2 separate regions of the Mus musculus genome follow, and region 1 is linked to region 2. The links are chromatin contacts, called in public HiChIP or PLAC-seq maps. All regions are on one chromosome and are shown on one strand. The core of a region is the stretch at or near the end of the contact, and the rest is flanking DNA. Distances in the headings are between cores, read along the strand shown. Region 1 holds the start of Gsc2 (goosecoid homebox 2). Region 2 overlaps Dgcr2 (DiGeorge syndrome critical region gene 2).

Region 1 (5,562 bases), core at 267-2,766, 50 kb before region 2:
AGGCTGAAAGGTCACACAGTTAATAGTGCTACTCATAAGCCTTTCAGATGAACACACTCTGGGACTTTTATGATGGATGAGACAGTAATGTCCATCACTTGAAGCCCATAGAGTCCTCACTGGTACTAGAGTGTAGTCAGCAGAAGAACTTATAAGAGGACTTGGTAAAGTGGGAGATGGGTGACTGGGTATGCTGCCTACTCTGGCTGCTAATATTCCTGGGACATCAACCCCATGTCCAGTTGTGCTCTGGATATCTCACACCCAGTAACTGCTTAAACCCTAAGAACAAATCATTTTTTCCTTTGAGACAGGGTCTTGCCCTGTAGCTCTGACTAGCCAGGAACTCACAAAGATCTGTCTGCTTCTGCCTCTCAAATGCTAGGATTAAAGGTATCATCATGCCTTAAAAAAAAAAAAAAAAAATACAGATCTCACCAGACTGGCCTTTCCCTCACAGTAATCCTCCTGTCTCGGCCTCTGGAGCCCCTGGAATCCTGCGACTATAGATTTGGCTCACCATTCTCAACGCTTGTCCCCTTAGGAAGAACCCTTGATAGTTGATCAGTATTATGACATTAAACAAGCCACAATGCTTAGTAACAGTGAGGCAGTCCGCTGCTCTGTCCTGAAAGACACACGCCATATTTTCAGAGATCACAAAACAAAGTGTCTTAAGCAAAGGCCTAGAGGTTCAAAGCTTCATAATTGAGAATGACGAAAATCGGGCCAAGTATTTGTTCTCAGTTGGAAAGAACAGTGGGCAGAAGTTATATTGTAGACAAAGCGGAACTGGCCTGGGCAAAGGGTAGGGCAGGGGCACATGAAACAGCTCTTAGAAAATGTGGTGTGAGGGAGATGTTGATGTACACAGGAGCCGGGCAAGGGCGTCAGGGACCTTCTAAGACAGGAGATAACAAGAAAAATATCTTCTAGTCTCTAGAAAGAAGGCACAGAATTGGCAGCTCGCGCCTTTGCTCCCAGCACTCAGGAGACAAGAAGCAGGCGAATCTTTATGAGTTGGATGTCAGTCTCAGCTTCCCATCCTGTAGGTATTCTTCTATAGGAGATTCAGACCAGGGCTTCAAAGTGAGCAAGAGCTGTCAAGTAGGGTCATCCTGCTGACAGGGTGCTGAGCTCACTGGAAATCTTCATTCCAGGAATCTCCAGTTTCATGGAGGGAATGAGGGAAGCCAGGGGCAGAGAGGTGGCGGGGACCCTGTGAGTTAGAGGCTTCCAAGGTCCTGGCATTCCTCCTGGCAGGCGACCTTAAGCCTGCCTTAAAAGATATAAAGGATGGGCTCCTGATCCCTTCCTTTCCCTCCAGCTCTAGACGTGGCAGAGTGCAGGACTCCCTGCTCCCAGCGCAGTCCCCGGTACCCAGACGAAGGGGCTTGCCCTCCTCCATGGCCGGGGATTAGCTCTCTGAGGACTGGCGACGGGATTAGCACGCGCGAACGCGGCGCCCGGTCTGGGGATTACCGCACCTCCCACCTCCCTATGTATATATTCCGCCTCTTGCGCCGCCCGCCCGCGGGCATGGCGACTGCAGGCAGCGCGGCCAGCCGCAGGGACCCCGGGCGACCCTGCCCTTTCTCCATCGAGCACATCCTCTCCAGCCTGCCGGAGCGCAGGCCCGCGACGCGGCCACCGCAGCCCGTCGGTGGTCGGAACCCCGCCGAGCTAGACGAACCCGAGGCGCCCGTCCCCGCTGCTCCTTGCGCCTGCTGCTGCTGCTGCAACCCGCGCGCTGCGACCCGCGGAACCCCGGAGACATCGTCCGGGCCGGGTGAGTGCGCGCGGAGGGGCAAGACTAGGCGGGGATCTCGCGGGGCGGCCTGCGGGGCGAGCCTGGCTCCCCCTAACCCTAATTGGAACCGTAACCCTACACCTGACCCCACCCCGCCCCTTACCGCCCCGCAGGCTTGCGGCTGGCGTGGCCGCTGAGGTTGGCGCCCGCCACGCCCTCTCCCTTGACGGCGCCTAGAGCAGGCTCCCCGGCGCTGACTGGCACGAGCGGCCCCGGCCCGCAGAGGCGCACGCGGCGCCACCGTACCATCTTCAGCGAGGAGCAGCTGCAGGCGCTCGAGGCACTCTTCGTACAGAACCAGTATCCCGACGTAGGCACACGCGAACGCTTGGCGGTCCGCATCCGCCTGCGAGAGGAGCGCGTGGAGGTGGGTGTTCAGCCCGCAGCCTGGAGGCCAACTCCGGCGCCACTCTTATTTTTCAAAGACCGACCTTCCAGAAGGGGCTTCAACTCGTAGCCGGCTACACTGAAGGGAGACCCCCTATGATCACTCGATGAGGGCGCGGGGCCGGTTCTTCCAGCACGTTATTTGGGTGTCCCTGGAACTGGAAGAGGTCAAGAGTCGTTTTCTTTGACTTTGTCCGGCTCCCCAGTTTCCCCTGATGATGAAATGCACGTTTGTTCCTGCCCCAGATGTGAGAAAGTTAAGAAATGTTCAAATCTAGTCAGGCATAGTGGCATGTATCTGTAATCCCAACCCCTGGGGGATGGAGGCTGGATCATGAGTTCATCAAAGTCAGTCTCCTCACACAGTAAGAAGCCGCCTAGCCACCTAGGTTACAAGGAGGAGAGGTGGGGTGGGAAGAAGGGGAGAGAGGAGAGAGAGAGAGAGAGAGAGAGAGAGAGAGAGAGAGCGCGCCTGAGCCTGGGCTCAGGCTGGGAAAGTGTGTGAGGGAAGGAGGTTGCAGATCCATTCACCTACACCTCCATTGAAGCCTACCACCTAGCCCTTCCAAAGTTCTTTGGATGATGGATCCTTGGGGCCTGAGCTGTCCTGGTCTCCCTCCTCCTCAGGTCTGGTTCAAGAACCGCCGGGCAAAGTGGCGACACCAAAAGCGTGCTTCCTCATCGAGGCTCCTGCCTGGGACTAAGAAAACTCCCAAGGAGAGTTGTTGATGCTGTCCGGAGTTTATCTGGCTTTATGAAGTAGAGCACAAGGAAGGAGGAGGGGGACAGACCTACCTGAACAGGAACTAACGCTGCCAGCACTGGCAGCCAGGGGATCCAAAGCCGCCTTCTCACCCATGAAGGGAGGGCATGTGGGGCAGGAACCAGAGACCTCCTGCAGGTCAAGTGCAGACACAGAGCAGGTCAACTTCCTCAGCCACCCTCAGCACCTAGAGAAGCCCTAGCTCCATGCAGGACGAAGAGCCTAACTCCCCACCTCATGCCTGTCACCAAGACTGGCCTCTTCTCTGTCCTTCCACCTTCTTATGCAAGGCAGTGGTGTCTGCTCAGCCCTGGGCGTACTCTGTCCTCACAGGCCCTGCACTTTAGGGCCCTGGTGTCATGACCTGTGGAAGAAGAAGGTTGTAGTTGGTAGTTTCCAGATTCCTGCATCTGCTCCTTCACCTCAGCCTTGAGCTGATGCCAAGAAATAAACGAGATCTTCAAAGACCACAGAACAGTCCAGGATTTCAAGTCCCTGTGTCTCAGGCTTTGTTTCCACACCAACTGAGGGACTGGCTCCATTGTCCCTTTCCAGAGAGTTTGGGGGTGGGGTGTGGATCAACATGTGTTGCAGAGCACAGCTCAACAAGTACCCAGTCCCAGTACCATGTCTCCCTCGTCAGAATTAAAGCCGGTAGATGGTGGCAAGGCCTCCTGGGGATCTGGGCCTCTAGGCACTACCAACCAGCTTCACAGATGGGGGGAATCTTTGGCTGTGTGTGTGGATGTATGTGTGTGAGTGCATAGCTGTGTGTGTTGCCTGTATATATACATGTACATCACATGTTTGCCTGGTGCCCATGGAGATCAGAAGAGGATATTTGAATCCCTGAAAGTAGAGTTATGGATAGTTGTGTGTCACTGTGTGGGTGCTGGGAACTGAACCTAGATCCTCGAGAAGAGCAACAAATGCTTGTAACGGATGAGCCATCTCTTCTGCCCCCTCCATACTCTTCTTGGTGTATCTTTTCCATCCTTAGGCTACAGTTCCCACCTCTATGTCTCCAGTCCAGGCCTGTCCCCTGAGGTATTTGTCAGTCTGTACCTCTGACAACACCTGGAAGCCCACAGGCTTGCGGCAGGCACCATATATACAACAGGCCATTTTCCCATTCACTGTCCTGCTAAAGGCACGTTAAATCATAGAGTTCTTGATCATTAATTGCTATTATTACCGGATCATACCCAGTCCAGCCGATTTCACCTTTAAACATATCAATAACCCCCCAGAAACTAGCTCGTGTGCAGCTTCAGGCGCACCAACCTCATGAAAGCTGCATTCCCTTGCATGGTAACCATTGCAGCTTTCTCTGGTTTTCACCTGAGCTCACTTAAAATAATGTTTCTTGACAGGACTCCAAAGATACTGTGCAGCCTGGCTCTCCCCCTCTGGTGTCATCTCCTTCTTTAGCGCACTGTGTGACTAAAGGTCTGTTTTGGCATTTGCCTTGCTCCACCCCGCTGCTGGGCCTTCCCATTGCCTGATGCCCATCCATTCATCTTTTCCATCTACAACCATGTTCTGCCTGGGGAAATGCCACTTGACATGTCCTGTGTAGCAGTTGAGATTCTCTGAGTGCAGACTTATTGCAGGTCACAGTTGTAACTTTACACACTGGCAGCATGATTTAACATTTTTCTACTGTATGGTCAACTCTATGGATGCAGGGACATGGTCATAAAGTCCCCAGTGACTCACAATGAAGGACAAGATCATTGGAAAAGCAAAATTGTAATGAATCATTCTGGGCTAGAGCTTCTCCCACCTAATTCATGATCTCCCTTAGGAAGAAAGTTCCACTAATGCTTTCAGTGAGAAGCCCATCCTGGCAGACAGGGAACTAATAAATCCAACCAGAGATTTAAGACCCTTTTGTTCTTTCTTTTCATTTAAATTTTGTTAGATAAGTATACGGGAAGAATTGTCTTAGTGTTCTTTTTCTGAGTTTGGAAGTCATAACCAAATTTTTTGAAGTATTTAAAAATGTCTTTGAAGCATCTGCATTTTTTTTTTTTTTTAAAGAATTGGAACTTTTAACAGAGGGACTGTGGCGTCAGTCACTCTACAGCTCCCCCTAGTGATCATAGTCTAGATGGGCATGAGCAACGCGGGTGGGGATAAAAGACTACAACTTTCTTAAGATCCGGCGCTCCCAGTGACATCATTGGAGCGCCGGCTTTGTTACAAAAATACTGCTTCTCCATTGGCTGGCTGTTGGAGCGGTGCAGACGCCGCCCGAGCGATTCTGGGATAGCGATGGGGACGCCCGGGACCTCGGCGGGTGCTCTGTTTCTGTCCTCCGCGTCCGCGCCCTCAAGGAAGCGCGCGGCTGGGGAGGCTGGAGAGGCCGGAGTTGCGAGAAGCAGGCAGCGGGTCCTGGATGAAGAAGAGTACATCGAGGTACCAGCTCAGTGCGAGCGCTGGCGACTTCCGGGCCCCTCCCCCTATTCGCGTTCCTGTCCAGTCCTTTGAATTTTTTCTGGTCCTGGCACTCTCAGCCGCCCTTGGAAGTGGAACAACTGTTTTTGGGTTGGAAAGCATTGAGAACCAAGAAAACAATGCAGAAGTGGGCATCCAGTTT
Region 2 (5,470 bases), core at 2,788-5,287:
GCACTTGGCACCAAATACTGGTGAGGACCAGTGAGGCCACACTGGAGGCCTCCCTCCATAAGGCTGTTGAGAGAATGAGGCCTGCAGGGATGGCCTTTTGGAGAATTTTGTGAATGATCAAATGGTTCTTGGTTTCCTTCAAATGAAATAAGCTTATTGCTGCTCTGAAAATGCCTTCTGCCTGTACATTAAGTTATGCAGCGCTTCAGAGATGCTGCCACTGACTGTGCAAGCCGTGGTAGCAGTGCTGTGCTTGCTCTCCCAGAGACGCTCGCTCAAAGCTGAGACTAGGTCTGACTTCCCTTTCAGGTCCTGTGGCCTGGCACAGAGGAGGGTTCGGTTCCTCGCTGTTGTGGATTGCTGTACTTTTTAGAAGTCTAATGCAGTGGAGTAGCCTTTCCCAGCTCTGAGCATAACATGTAGGCATGGTGTGTCTGGAGGATTGAGGACTGAGCCACAGTAGGGCTCACCTGCCTTGGCCTTGTCTCTGTGTTTGTACTTGTAGAGGGCTGCCAGGTCACAGGCTACATGGGAGCAGAATGATTCTTATTTCTGGGAAATTTAAGTTATGAAAACACACAGGAATAATACGATAGCTTATCTTACTTCCTTAATAGCGGCTGAAACTTTGTTACCCTTTTTCTAGTTTTTTGCTTTTTTAACTTTAATAATAATAACTGTCCATAGTGGCTCGTGACTGCAATCCTAGTACTCAGGGAGCTGAAGCAAACAAGATGGCTCAGTGGGAAGGAGACAACCTGCCTCCACAGCAGTCAGGGTTGGCTATGGAGGTGAAACAGAAGGCAGAGGTGTCCACTTGACTCCTGTTGCTTTGCTTCCAACTTTGGGAGTGTCTGTTCTCTAGAGTAAGCAGTGCCAGAAGGCTCTGTGGAAATGGGACTTCAAGTCTAAGTGTGAGGAGGCATCTCTTTAGATCACTCTGAAGGGGTAAAGAGCAACTACAGATAGACACAAGACATATGACAGAGTTGTATCACAGGGTTGTGACAATTGTAAACAAAATGAAATTGGATCCCTAACTCAAAACACAGAAAAATAACTGTTTAAAGAAAAAAATTTAAAGACAGTCTAAGTGAATATCAACTTTGATAAGAAGGTTAAAATATCTTAAAAACAGCTGGTTTTGCTAGATTTATTTTTAATCTTCCCTGTATTAAAAGACATTAGAAAAAGCTGGACAGTCGTGGCACATTCCTTTAATTCTTACACTTGGGAGGCAGAAGTAGGCAGATCTCTGAGTTCAAGGCCATTCTAGTTTAGAGTGAATTCTAGGACAGCCAGGGCTACACAGAGAACCACTGTCTTGAAGAAACAAACAAACTGACACTAATAAAAAATTGAAAATATTAGCTGTAAAATGAAAACATGGAAGCCAGGGAGATGACTCAGTTGATAAAGTTTGCCGTACAAGCTTGAGACCTCAAGTTTGATCCCCAGATTGTGGGCTAAGGTTATATCCCAGCACTTGTGAGGTTCAAAAATAGGCACATCCCTAGGATTTATTAGCCAAATCAGCAACTGCCACGTCCCACTAAGAGTCTGTGCCAAAAAGACCACAATTCCTAAGGTATAGCTATTTCTCAGAAAAGTTACTAGTTACTGTTCCGGGTAATTTCAAAATCCACGCTTGCTTCTTCTGAAGAGCTCCACCTGTGGTCTCTCCACCTCTCGAGGCTCTTCACTAGCCTCTATTAACCACCCCGGCCTCATTCAGCTCCCATGGCTAGCTAACTCTTTTCCGGGAGCTGCGATCACTCTGCACTGACCATCTCTGCCCAACCACCAGTGACTGCTCCACGGCTGTGCTTGCTTCCCCCCCCCCCCCCACCTGAGTAGCCATGAATGGAAAACACCAGACAATATTTAAAATCAGCTAGTTGTCGCAACCGCTAGGCATGGAATCTATTGTCCTCATCAGCTATTCTTTTTTTTTTTAAAGATTTATTTATTATTATATGTAAGTACACTGTAGGTGTCTTCAGACACACCAGAAGAGGGAGTCAGATCTTGTTATGGATGGTTGTGAGCCACCATGTGGTTGCTGGGATTTGAACTCTAGACCTTCGGAAGAGCAGTCGGGTGCTCTTACCCACTGAGCCATCTTACCAGCTCTCCAGCTATTCTATATTAGAATTCATTCTGTGGTGGAGGCCACCACCAGATCTCATAGCTCCCAGTCTGCATGATGTCTATCTTGGCTCCACAGCCTGGCTGGAAAGCCCTTCCTCTATGTCGCCTCCTCCTTTTTCTCCTGGGACCTGGAAAACCTGTCTCTATATCTTCCCCCAGCGATTGGCTTCTGCCGTCCTCATTTACACAATCAAGTTACAGTTAAACACAGAGCTACACAAGTTCGTACTCTAAAGGCTGGGTAAGATGTTGCTTACATACCTGAGGTTGGCAGAAATTAAGTTGTCTGTAAAACTAGGTGTTGGAGATGTGATGGCTCCGGACTCTCACTGTTGTTTGGGTAAGGTGGATAATGGACCACCTGCTTTAGAAAACAAGTAATGTCTTCCATATCAGGCCATTCTCATGATCTAGGGTTCTTTTTTTTTTTTTTTTTAAGATTTATTTATTGATTATATGTAAGTACACTGTAGCTGTCTTCAGACACTCCAGAAGAGGGCATCAGATTTCATTAGGGATGGTTGTGAGCCACCATGTGGTTGCTGGGATTTGAACTCTGGACCTTCGGAAGAGCAATCGGGTGCTCTTACCCACTGAGCCATCTCACCAGCCCCGATCTAGGGTTCTTATTTGGGAGAATTTGGAGAAATTCTTTTAGCATTTCTTTTACTAATATCTTAGAAAACAACTCACATGATCACATGATAAAATGTTTTGTGCCAATGACAGAGAATGGTGTTAGGTATAAGTATCAACATATACGTCAGTAGACAAGAGTAAGTTGACAGAAAACTGCAAACAGTTGTGGGTCATTCTGTGCTTTAGCGGATGAGGTGCGCTGAAGAAAGCACAGGCGCGCTGCACGAGACTTATGGCTCAGTGGCAGATGGCTCCTCCAGAGTTACTCTTGGTCCTTCCCTGATGGGTCCTTACCTGATGGGAAATCAGGAACAGACACGGGGAGGAGCAGGTGGTGTGAGTTGAGCTCATCAGGTGAACTTTTGTTCGTTATTATATTTCACTTATGCTTATAGCTTTCATTCTTTGGGATGCTGATGTAGATATTTGAGGAGACAAAGTTATGTTGCTCAGACCGGTTTCAAAAGTCTTATGAGACTTTTAGGCTCACAACATCCTCCTGCCTTAGGTCCAAGTGTTGGAACTATAGACATGTGCCCATAATTTTTAAAGAACTGCAATAGGAGTAGAGTGCGAGCTGACTTAACCTAACAGAGCAGCTGCAGCATGGACCTCCCGAGAAGAGCAATGAGAAATGCACTTTGCCCTGCAGGGTTCCTGAAAATTAAGAGGCGACAGGCCCTGGCAGGGAAACGAGTTAGGACTGGTGAGAGTCTCAGCACCACACCCTTCTTTGTCCACACTGCACAGCTGACTCCTCCCACCAAAACGTCATAGGTGTATTTTCTAGTCCTGTGCAATCCAGTGGTAATACCAAGTCCATAGCAGACAGGTAGGAGACAGGTACCTGAAAGGACTATTTGGGATGAAGATGTGAGGGAGCAATACAGTATGCAGCAATTAACGGCTACAGTGCACACCAAGAATTGAAAGCATTGGTGGCTGAGCCTGTAAAGTGGCTTCAAGCTGAGATTCATCTGGTCCTTTTTACTTGTTGAAGAGCTGATTGCATTCTCTTTCTATTAGAATTTGGAGCCACTTGGGCACACATAGGGAAGAATTAAGAAGGAATATCTCAGACAAGATCAGAAGAGTCTTATCTAGAGATAAACAGGTGTGTCATAGGAATAGCCATAATAGAATGCTCTCAGCTAAAAAGCTGTGCCTCATTCAAGTTCCCACAGTCTGGCTTACCTAGACTATCTTCCTCTTAACCATGAAAAACAATCACTACTTCGGGACTCTATGGATGATTAACAGACTTGACACAGCATTCTAAGCCAGGAGAGTCAGAACGTGATTACCTGAGGTAACTGCAGTGTGTGAAACAGTGGTTAAATTCAGGATATCCTGTTGTATAACAGGATACATAGAGCATTCAGGGACTTAGAAAAAAGCATAGCTTGCAGTAACCCTGCAGTGGAGATAACCAGTTATTGATATCTTAATTCAAGGAGTAAAAGAAAACTTTAAAAATACATTCTGGCAGGATAGTGGTGGCACACATCTTTAATCCCAGCGTTTGGGAGGCAGAGGCAGGTAGATCTCTGAGTTTGAGGCCAGGGCAGCCAGGGTTACACAGAGAAACTCTTGTCTCAAAAACAAAAAGCTATACATATATACATATGCATATATATTCTGACTTAACAAAATGGCAGTCTAGGAAATTCTAAGTCCTCACTCTGCCACAGAAACATTCCAAAGCAACGACAGGCTGGACAAAGAGACTGTCTACCTCTGAGAAAGACTTGGAAATGTACATCTCCCAAGATTAGGACGAGACTGTGCTGAGCTGCTGTGATGGTTACGTACCCAGGCTCTGCTCCTGGGAAGCTGAAGCAGGATTGTCAGTTCAGAGCTTTCCTGGACTACATAGCAAGACCTTGTCTCAAAAACAAACAAGCAGAAAGGACTAGAAGCACAACTGAGTTGGTAGACTTTGTTTGATCCCAGCATTGTATGAACTAGGTATGGTTATACATGCTTGGAGTCCCAACACTGGGAAGATAGACATAAGAGGATCAAAGGTTAAGGCTAGCCTTGGCTACATAGTTTAGACCAATCTGACCTGACTCTTAAGTTTTTCACTGGGATACATTTGTGTATACATGTTGAAACAAGGTCTCTATGTAGGGAGGGGGCAGATGGGCTATGTACACTAGGCTAACCCTGGACTCACAGAGATCCACCTGCCTCTGCCTCCTGAGTGCTGGAACTAAAGGTGTGCACAAGTGTGCCTAGCTCAATATTGTTTTTACTTATGTTTACTCCACATGGTTCCTAGTGTCCACCTCCAGCCTTGTGTGAAGTGTCCCTAGCTGGATAGGGCTCCCTGAGAAATTGCTGCCAGTTTCTCCTGATGATGTAAACTGGCAGATGGGAAGGTGCGATGCAGAGTTGAGTGCAGATATTTTGAAAATGAAAGGGCCTGCACACCTGCAGGGGTCTGGGGCCAAGCAGTAGTGGTGCACACCTTTAATCCCAGCACTCGGGAGGCAGAGGCAGGCGGATTTCTGAGTTCGAGGCCAGCCTGGTCTACAAAGTGAGTTCCAGGACAGCCAGGGATACACAGAGAAACCCTGTTTCGGAAAAAAAAAAAAAAAACAACAACAACAACAACAAATGTTATGGTTGGGATTACCACAACATGAGGAACTATGTTAAAGGGTCACATTAGGAA

Evidence for each region. HiChIP or PLAC-seq counts read pairs in DNA pulled down with a chosen protein or histone mark.
Region 1: a contact with region 2 is called in an H3K4me3 HiChIP or PLAC-seq map of intestinal villus epithelium, with 13 read pairs. The contact joins the promoter of Gsc2 here to the enhancer-like site in region 2. A contact is called at or near these places in 17 of 39 promoter capture datasets (the 3T3-L1 cell line, 3T3-L1-derived adipocytes, the C10 cell line and 12 more), 2 of 15 datasets of contacts at CTCF or cohesin (CD8 T cells and large pre-B cells), 13 of 484 Hi-C or Micro-C datasets (Sertoli cells, cerebellum, cerebral cortex and 7 more), 12 of 115 datasets of contacts at active chromatin or transcription factors (the 230-238 cell line, the SCID.adh cell line, bone marrow-derived macrophages and 8 more) and 4 of 9 other capture datasets (adipose tissue, embryonic stem cells, liver and 1 more).

What each region holds. Positions count from the first base shown.
Region 1 is chr16:17,910,981-17,916,542 of GRCm38.p6, reverse strand. Gsc2 (goosecoid homebox 2) reads left to right here and starts at 1,516. Exons shown (of 3, transcript NM_029469.2): 1 at 1,516-1,789; 2 at 1,924-2,177; 3 at 2,825-3,429. The coding sequence starts at 1,540. The coding sequence ends at 2,926. Ess2 (ess-2 splicing factor) reads left to right here and starts at 5,195. Exons shown (of 10, transcript NM_022408.2): 1 at 5,195-5,381. The coding sequence starts at 5,238.
Region 2 is chr16:17,864,063-17,869,532 of GRCm38.p6, reverse strand. The region is part of intron 2 of Dgcr2 (DiGeorge syndrome critical region gene 2); the gene reads left to right. Among named protein-coding and RNA genes, the nearest start is that of Dgcr2, 25 kb to the left of the region's middle. Within about 2 kb of position 4,037, at least 20 of the 459 cell types and tissues checked have an H3K27ac peak or open chromatin away from gene starts, as enhancers often do. A contact at or near this core is called in extraembryonic endoderm stem cells and intestinal villus epithelium, where this site is marked.